Regions from separate parts of the Xenopus laevis genome. Here region 1 is linked to region 2. The links are chromatin contacts, called in public Hi-C maps. All regions are on one chromosome and are shown on one strand. The core of a region is the stretch at or near the end of the contact, and the rest is flanking DNA. Distances in the headings are between cores, read along the strand shown. Region 1 has its middle 16 kb from the start of rab4b.L. Region 2 holds the start of rhou.L (ras homolog family member U L homeolog).

The links. Hi-C and Micro-C count contacts between places; a contact is called where the count stands out from the background.
Region 1: a Hi-C map of the XL177 cell line shows a contact between it and region 2, with 3 times the contacts expected there. The contact joins the enhancer-like site here to the promoter of rhou.L in region 2. A contact is called at or near these places in 2 of 4 Hi-C or Micro-C datasets (the XL177 cell line and the XTC cell line).

The regions. Positions count from the first base shown.
Region 1 is chr8L:70,103,197-70,108,279 of Xenopus_laevis_v10.1, reverse strand. No RefSeq gene overlaps it. Among protein-coding and RNA genes, the nearest start is that of rab4b.L, 16 kb to the left of the region's middle. Within about 2 kb of position 2,424, at least 1 of the 7 cell types and tissues checked has an H3K27ac peak or open chromatin away from gene starts, as enhancers often do.
Region 2 is chr8L:70,054,283-70,059,268 of Xenopus_laevis_v10.1, reverse strand. rhou.L (ras homolog family member U L homeolog) reads right to left here and starts at 1,342. Exons shown (of 3, transcript NM_001094470.1): 1 at 1,080-1,342. The coding sequence starts at 1,299.

The sequences.
Region 1 (5,083 bases), core at 1,175-3,674, 48 kb before region 2:
TTCATTACAGTGTTTGTGTGTGTTAGTGATGCCATGTCCCTACCAAGTAGTACCTTTTCCCTTAAAGCCAGAACGAAAGCCTAAACAAGATTTTTGTTATTCTCTTTGCACACTTCTACATCACCACTAATACAGTGAGACAAAGCCAGCACCTTCAATATTTTTACACAAAACCAACTACTTTAAAAAACAATCTGAAAGACAACAGCAAACAAACCTTGTCTATACGATCACACAAAACAGTGTTGTTCATTAACATAACACAAAGCACAATTCATGACAGAATGAACTTTGTTGTTAACATCACACAAAACAAGCACCACCATTGACATCCAGCATGAGCCAAAATAAAACCTGTCAGTAATCGCCTCCGGAACAAATTTGTTTAGGACTTGGTTCGTGTCTGAAATTGTTTTATCCCTCTTTAAGAAGAATTTCTTCAACATGTCTGCAGCCTATATGTTCTATTCTAGAGCAGTGGATTACATAAATTACAATGTATGTAAGCACAAATAAATAATCTTAAACAAATATCCATATTATCCATTTAAAATTTAAATTATTTAATATAAAATAAAGGTCGACTAGCAATTTCCTCTGATTTCTGATACAGACTTCACTTTCCCCACTTCCCAAACTTTCCCCTTACAATTTAATTATTAACCACTAGATACTTCCTGTCCACATAAGTTCCCATCAGGTTTGCATTTTAGGTCTCTATGTAGCATAGAAAAGTAAGTACCTAGATCAATCAAGTGAAGCGCTGTGATTGATACAGAATTAGCTCATACAAATTCAGTCATTTAGTGTCTCCAGCACTTCTGCAAATGTAGATTCCAATATGGCAATGCATGTACCAATGGCATGTTCTGTAGAATTTTCATTACACATATTGTGGGTTGGCCTATATCCATATACAGTGAATATTGTTTTGAAAAATCTAGTCTGCAGATGAACCGTGTATGCCAGTGTATGAGCTGCAACATTATTTTGTTGAATCACATGGCTGACCCCTGAAAAAGATGGCAGCTGAAAATCATTAGAAGGAGTATTAAACTGGAAAAAGATGGCAGCTGAAAATCATTAGAAGGAGTATTAAACTAGTTTGTTTCATCACAGAAGTAGGTGGGTACATAAATGCATAAATGCATGCTAGAGATGTCTTTGGCTACAGAAGTATGCATTTTGCATAAACATAAAGCTGCCTGGATACTGTTGTTGGGATAGCAGTCTGTGCCTCTTTGCCCTCACTAATGTGGGGAGTATGAAGATATTGTATACAAATTAATGTGAGGAACGGAAAACTTAAAGGGATTCCTCTTGAAATGCAGGTGAGTTATTAAAAGGAGAAAATCTCTAATCCTCTGATTAAACTTAAAATGCCTGAGGTGTGCTCATGCGTGGGATGCCTAAACCCCGCCAGCTTAAGGTTCTTTGAGGATACATTCAGGCCCACTGTATATATGGTAGAATGAAGCCAGCTTACCTCCTGTTCCCTATACAGACCTTCGTTACATCAGATTTAAAGGTAGCAAGGATCAAGACAAGTGAGTCATCTGAGCTGACAGCCCTAGACAGCCATAAGTCGTAGCAAAGCATTACCTCATTTAGGGTTAGCATCTGCTCATAGATAAATCATAGAAATTATCCTATTTAGAGCATGTTACTAACATTATAAGGGAACTGTTTCTAGTTACAAGGACATTCGCCATTGTATGAGCCCTGTATGTACATTTCCATTGTATTCACCACATCATGGAAATGTACATACAGGGCACCATCAGAAACTTTAGGGCCTGTACAAATTTTTAAAATAAGGGGCCTCCCATGCCCACATGCATGCAGTTTTTGCGTAAGTTTAAGCATAGCTTTATATGTAATGTACAAGATTATTTTCTCTTGATATAATTATTTACAGTATACAGGATATACATCATTATCTGTCAAACCTACTTGAAAGAGGGAGAAAGCAGTGTTTGTTGAAGGAAAAAATAGAAATGGTGAATCACATGTATATCCACTTTTTTACAGCATGTCTAGGTCAAGGGGGACTCTGAAAATTTAAAAAATAATCATTTCCAGACATTTTACCAAGAAGGAGGGGCATGCAAATCATCCCATATTATCCTGTGACTTTTTATAAAATAAGTTGGGGTAATTCACACTAGTGTAGACACCACTGCAACCAATCAGCTAGTTGCTTTCATTGTCTAACTACACTAGGTTAGACCTCAACACCTTTGTTAGAGAATGGGCTCCAGTCAATCTTACTTTGGTCTCCCCTAGATAGTGGTTGACGTTTTCACTAGAATTTAGACAAAGGGCTCATTAGCATATTTGAAGTCTTTGGGCCCTCAGCAAGAAATATTTGTGCTCTCGGGAAAAGCAATGATAATCCTCCATGCACATGGCCCATGCTTACAACGATCCTCATGTCTTGAACCCCCCCTCCCCGACGCCACAGCTTCATGGTCTGCTCCCTCTGTAGTTAATGTCCTGGTAGGTCTGTGCTTTGTTCATTTTCTTTTATTAGACTGTAAGGTCAAAACGTTTGTTGTGAGTAGTGAACACATGTTGTTCATCTGGCTAAAAATAGTTAATTACTACCTGTTCCCTTTATGTTACAGGAATTGTGTTAAACAGATGACTTTAGTTATACATGTGACACTAATAGCTGAAGGAATAAGTAACACACTCTAATAAGGCCCTCTAATGGAAAACTGAACTTTTAGCCATTTTAGTAATTTATGGTTGTTTTAGATTCCATTTGTGTTTGCGTGTACATTTATATCTTTATAATGCTATTATAAAATCAGGACTGTATACATTTTAACAATACAGTAATTGTACATATAGGGGGACAAATATTTTAATACATACAAATAAATATATATACAGCAAAATATAATTAATGTACACAGTTTTAGTAAAACATTACGTAACCAATGTTAGAGACACACAATAAAGCAGGTCCCTGTCAATTTTATGCATAGCTATAGGTACAATACTTAGGGGGTTATTTATCAAGGTCCGAATTTATCTCAGTATCGGCTGCTACAAACTCCGATCTAACCCACTCGGGTTTTTAACGCTTATTTATTATTACATTTTCCCGAAAATTACTTTTTCGGGAAAAGCTCAGATTTTCATGATTTTTCCATTAATTTTCCCCGAAAACTAAGAATTTTTCAGAGTTTTTACTTGAAAGCTCCAAAATCATCGTGAAATTGCCCGAAACCCCCGACACAACAAAAATCAATGGGACTTTTCCCATTCCCATTGACTTTTATGCAACCTCAACAGGTTTGAGATGCCATGTTTTTATAAATTCGTGATTTTTTTTTTAAAGCCTATTATAAAAACAAAATTCACACAGTTTTCGGATTTCAGGGAATTTCGGTATTCAGAGCTTAGTAAATAACCCCCTTAGTCATGCTGGAGTATTATCCTTGGTAGTATACTTTACATAATGGGTAGGATAATTCAGAGTGCCAAAGACACTTAGGGGTATATTTATCAAAGAGTGAAGTTAGAGATCTCCACAGTCCGCAGAGTGAAATATCGCCTCTCTCAATTCATTTCTATGGAATTTTTAAAGGCGTATTTATTAAATGTTGAACTTTCACTATCACCCATTGATAAGTATGCCTTTAAAAATCCCATAGAAATGAATGGAGAGAGGCGGTATTTCACTCTGCGAACTGTGGAGATCTCTAACTTCACTTTTTGATAAAACACTATATGCATTGTATACATGACCAATGGTTATGGTTTTTTAGTTGAAGTGCCCTACTACCGGTAAATTGTTTCTTTCATCCCCGTTGCAGTGATCTGTACACATGAGATGCACCTAACTGAGTAATACCAGAATCTCCCTTTGTTATTTTCGGTAAATATTAGCTGAATTACTTCCCTGAGGAGGAAGCTATAAGTGTAATGGCTTTGTGGGGGTTGAACTCCAGGCAGGGAGAAATTGAAGGCCTTGGCTTATTTTTACTTATTGCTTGTGTAATGAGTTGCAAGATACCACTTGTCTGGGAAAGTTTGCCTTGTTGGCTTATAGCAATAGGGGAGGTTTTAAGGCTAGGCTAAGTGGGCATTTGCCCTAGTCTCCAAAGTCAGAGGTAAAAAAAAGATAATATTTATTCTATTTTAAATCAATTGCCAGACATTGCTGTGCTGTATGCTGTATTTACCAGATTAACTACCTATAGGGGCACATTTATAAAAATGTAAGATTAGAGGTCAACTAACTTTCACCCATTGATAAATATGATTCTAAAAATCCTATAGGAGTGAATAGAAAGTGAATGAATTTTCTGTGGTGAGTCATAATCTCACATTTTTATAAATGTGCCCCTTAAAACTGGAGAACACAAGAATGTAGCTTAATAAACACAATAAGCAAAAAGAATGCTGCTCAATATACGTGCCCATAGTATTCCCCCTCCATTTTGGGGAAACCAATTAGCAGATTACTAGTCACTTTTAGTGATGAGCGAATTTATTCGCCAGCCATGGATTCACTTTGAAATTCTGAATTTCACCATGTGCGAATTTGTTCACGGAACTAAATTAGCCAAGAAAAAATGCCAATAGGATAAAAAAATGCCCATTGACTTTAATGCATTTGGACAAAAAAGAAAGCATAAGAAAAAACGCCCATTGACTTTAATGTATTATGACAAAAGTCTGCCATAAGAAAAAACGCCCATTGACTTTAATGTATTATGACAAAAGTCTGCCATAAGAAAAAACGCCCATTGACTTTAATGCAGGCATGTCCAAAGTTTGGCCCTTTATCAAATTTACACCGGCCCTCAGCCTCCATCATGAAATTAATAATAATGTGGCCCGCCAGCATTGTGCGATCAGGTATCATGTAGATGTAGCAGTAATATTTGGGCACATTAGTGAAATGATCTGCCACTTGGTCTATACTGCTGCCTGTGTGCTGAAGGTGTTAGCAATTGACACGTACTGGAACGTAGTGACGCCATACTTCTTTAGTTTACTGTACTGGCACGTCACTACTTCTATTGCACCTTCAGCGCTAAAGAAGTATGCGAGAGCAGCACGTCAC
Region 2 (4,986 bases), core at 93-2,592:
AGCAACATGATATTGTTTAACAGAAATGTAAATATATCCTATTTTCAGTCAGTCCATAATATATCATCTAGTGTGTAAGGTGCTTCCTGATCTGGAGACTGAAATGGCTCTCTACAGAGTTAATATTTACCACCACAGCGGAGCCAATGAAGGAAAAAATATCACTATTTGTTTTCCATAGAACGGATTCAAAGGGGAGGAGAAAGCGGAGAACAATCGAGCTTTGATCTCTGCATTAACTGTTTGAAAGCAACAAGTCTTTGAGCTAAAGGACAGCTCTCAACCCAGCAATGTCTTTTTAATTTATCATTTATAAAATCGCTAAAGGCCAGCTACGAACATTTGCAAAACAAAACAAGTTGGCAGTCAGGTTAGGGTTTAACTGTCTTCAAAGTATGGCTGTAAGCTCCCAAAGACTTCCAAGAAGCTAGTGAGTTGTAGTTCAACACTGGTGACAAATATCAGTCTATGGGGGTTAGAAGCACATAGCACAAATCAAAAGCTACAGAAAGCACCATCACTCAATATATAAGGGACGGTTACATAATGAATACGGATTATGCACAGGATAAGGAACACTGCCCCTCGGCTATACACAAACGCCTGTCTGTGCGACTGTAGCACAATGACGCACTCACTAAGGCAAAGGCCAGGGTTGGTAGAAAGTAATTCCCGTATTTAGTTAAATAGTTACAGATGTCTGGGGGAGCTTAACCCTTGTAAAGTCAGAAGGAGTACAAAGCAGGGGTGTAACTAGAGAGAAGGCAAAGCCTATGACTTGTGGGGGGCCCAGGAATGTATTGTACTGGAGAATACATAGAGACATAGACATTGTAGCTGTTATTACATGTGGTCAGACGGTGATATAAAATAATGCGCAGACAGGGACAGAAGAGAAGCGCACGGCTCATTGTAGTTCCATAAAGAAAAGCCAAGGGATGTTGCGCCCCCCACTAACAGCAATGCTTAAACCCACCCGGGGAATTCTGGGAATTGCAGCCAGGGACGCAGGTGGGACACCCACGAAGCAAACCATTGAGGTGGGGGTGTGCGGGGCACGCGGAAAGACAGAAACCTACCTGAGAAATCATCGAAAGCCGTAGGGATGTAGCGGGTCGGGTAGCCGTTAGTAGTGTAACTCACTAGAAGGCTGGTCTTGCCAACCGCCCCATCTCCGAGCAGCACGCATTTCAGGATCCGCTCCTGGCCGCAGGACGCTGCCACTGGTTTGGGCTTGTGGGGTGGCACAGGGGGTGCAAAGTGGGAAGTGTAATCCACGGAAAGTTCTTGAGGGGGCATGTCTTCATCAGATGGGAGCCGTCTGCATTAACCAAGGGAGATCTGTAACGTTTCCTGCTCAGAGGTGAAGTCACTTCTTTAAATCCGCAGAACCCCCCTCCTCTCCACACAAGGCACAACCCTGCTGGGAAGCGCAGAGAATAGGGATGGGGGCGGGACCAATTAGGACTGAGGGGTGGGTTTTCCCGTTATGGGACTCGGGGAATAGAGTTGGGAGTTCTCCGCCCATTACACAAATGTAAAATCCCCTTGCAGGACGCTAGAACTGTAGGAATGAATTGCGCTGGAGTCCCCGCCCCCTGCCTTAGCCACCTCCCTCGTACGAGTAGACATCTTTCCTGACACGTCCGGGCGAGAGATATACGCAGGCAAAGTAAACACACCTCCTGGCAAGCGAGTGGAAGTATGGCTGCAGCGTCCCTCTCTTGTACAGCAGTGCCCCCCGGCAAAGCATCAGGGGAGAGGCGCATGGATGGGGCGGGCCTTCCCTCTGCACAACTTTCTGTCAGGCTGAAGTGCAGGGTGTTGAGTATGGGCAAGATCCATAGAACCAGGCGCCCTGGAGTAACACTGAGAATTGTTGGAATGATTTTATGTAGTGTGAACCCAGGCGTGTGACAGGAAAGGCCGTGGAAACATACCCAAGAACCATTGGTTTGAAACAGAAAAGTCAATAAACCAAGTGACCTATGGCATCTTATGTTGCAATTTCATGAGCTGCTCGTACGTTGTTGTGTTTCTTTAATCTGAATTGATAAAGGATTCTGTCTTGATTTGTGCATTTGTGATGTGGGTAGCAGCTGCTTCAGGGTCACACAGTCAGTTTGCTTGGCACAGCAAGCAGTCTAATATAGTCTAATATAGTGCTTAAGTTGGCCATAGACGCTCGAGAATCCTCCAACGATCGGACTTCCCATCTCCCGACCTGCCACTAACCATTCCGATCAAATCAAGTACAAAAGAACAGATCAGCCGATGTTCTGCCCCTGACAGCAATTGTATGAAAGTTATGTTCGACTAGTGACATTCTCCCTCTGAAAATCGTACGATTGGCAATACATACAGAGAAATTACCCGCAGCCGACAGAAATCTTTTAACCTGTCCAATCGACCAAACGACTCAGTGGGACGAAAAATGTCGGGACTCGCCACACACGGTCCAAATATCGTAAGAATCGAGGATTTGTACGATCGGATCTTTGCATCTATGGCCAGCTATATAAAGATAAAGACTTAAATCCTTCCCTGTAGAGGGGTTTTAACTTCCACAAACCCATTATCCAGAAAGCTCCTACAACAGGAATGCCGTTCCCCATAGTATCTTGTTTAAAGAAGCAATTTATATTTATTTATTTTTAGTGAGTTTTAATATTCTTGGTAATAGCAAGACAGAACTTTCATGCTGATGGCAAAACTATAATCACTTTGAAAGGACTTTTTTTAGAGGTATACTGGTACAATTCCAGTATTTAAGCAGTACTATCCCCCGAATCCAATATCCTGGTATAGCACAAGAGCTATAGAAACATACAAGCCCCATTGGAGCATACGTTTGCCACAAGCACCAGTAGAAAAGAAGGGGCAATAAACTGACTTCTGGTGTGCCACAGGTTCAGACTGGGATTCAAAATAGGCCTTGGCATTTTTACTACACAGAGACACAAACAACTTCCTACCTGCACAATAAAAAGCATGGCACCTGGGCCTGCAGGCACTGTGAATAGTTGTGTGATACTGTGTCCTAAAGTTGGCACTGTTGAAATAAGTGGAAGCTGTAGTCTTAAAGGAGAAGGAAAGGAAAAAAACTATACCTTTCTCCTTTAATTGTACTCCCCCAGACCTCCTGAAACTCTATTCTAAAAATGCTCATATGTCAGTCAAATCTTGTAAAATCGATGTCCTTGTTCGCATATATAGCCAGGCAGGCGCCATATTAGTAAGGTTGCGACGGCTACTTCTTTCTTCTTAATGCGCATGCGCCCCAAAATAAAACAGTTTACCCCGGAGCGCGACGCCCCAAGGACATGCGCACTACAAATAAATTATGCCTATGCGCATCAAGCCGAGCGGAAGATGGCTTTGAAAAGAGCGACGTCACACAATGCAGTCTAAGGAGAGCATTGCTGCTTACACATCAGACCAGGGAAGAAAATTTGCAAACTCTCAGTAAGTTCTATGCGCAAAAGACTTTTGTTAGAAGGCTATTTAAGTATACCCTTTCCTTCTCCTTTAAAGGAAAACCATACCCACAAACAATGTAGGTCTCTATAATATATTGAATAAAACAGATCATCTGTAAAACCCTGCTTCATGTACATGAATCATTTTCATAAAAATATACATTTTTAATAGTAGGTGTCATCCTAAATAGAAAACTGCCATTTTAAGAACAAAGGGCCACCCCCTGGGATCCTACGATTCATGGTGCACCCAAATAAACCAAGGACACACATACATGTTAGGTCATATGATCAAATTAATGGACAACATTCTGTCTTTTGCTTCCACGCTTCTTCCTATTACAGTTAGAGCTGTGTTATTTCTGGTCAGGTGATCTCTGAGGCAGCACAGAGAATATCATAAAATGGTGGCTCAAGGGAAAATATGTAAAAGGGCAATATTTACTGATATCTATATTCCAGGTTGGTAATAGGCCACTTAATATGATATAAACTATCTGATGTTAAATATTAATTTTGGGGGTAGTTTTCCTTTGGTGCTCAGTATAGAAAGATGCAATGTGGAAAAGCTCAATTTACAATCATTCAGTATAAAAGCTCCCATACCTATACTGTAGTGCTACCGTTTAAACTGAAAGGGATGTAGATCTGAAAACTGTCACTTTATTTTGCCATTAAATAGCAAATCAGTAGGTTTAGTGTATGGATGTTCCACCTGAGCATTTTCAGCTGCTATTGAATGACAGTTTCAGCTGAAGGACTGTCTAGGCATGCTGGGAGTTGTAGTGTGACAATAGCTGAACGGCTACAGTCGTCACACCCCATTCTAGATCCTGTGGATCCTCCTTTCAGAACTGACAGTGAGCAATGATACTTATAAGCCCTCACATTTCAAGCAACAAGCATGAGCTTGCCTAGCTGTCACTCTGGTATAGTTAGTTCACCATATGAGTTGTGTTCCCCTCAGGTAACAGATGATGTCATCTCCCTTGTATGTTATCCACATACATGCCCACACACCGCCTTCATCCACTGACACACAGCAGGATAAATCATCATGGCTGTTTGCAGTCTCTGTAAGGTCTGCAGTATGCTGCTACTAATTATATAATGGGTTGTGCGGCGGTTCAGTGGCTGGCTTGCAGTACTGAGGTCCTGGGTTCAGTTGAGTGGTGTAACTACAGAGGAGCAGACCCTGCGGCTGCAGGAGGGCTCAGGAGGTATAGGGGCCCCATGAGGCCCTAATTCAAAATATGTAATTTTAATAAATATTGGTAAAACTGGGCAACCTCTAGACATTTTGGGGCCTGATATATAATTTTCTGTGGGGCCCGGTAATATTTAGTTACACCACTGGTTCAGTTGTAACCTGGGTGCTGTCTCCAAGGAATTTCTATGTTAGACCTTGTGTGGGTTTACTCCCACATTCCAGCCATAGCCTTCTTAAAGCAAAATATATCCACATGCCTCTGTTTTAACCCTTGAATATGGAAGTCATGGGTGAAGG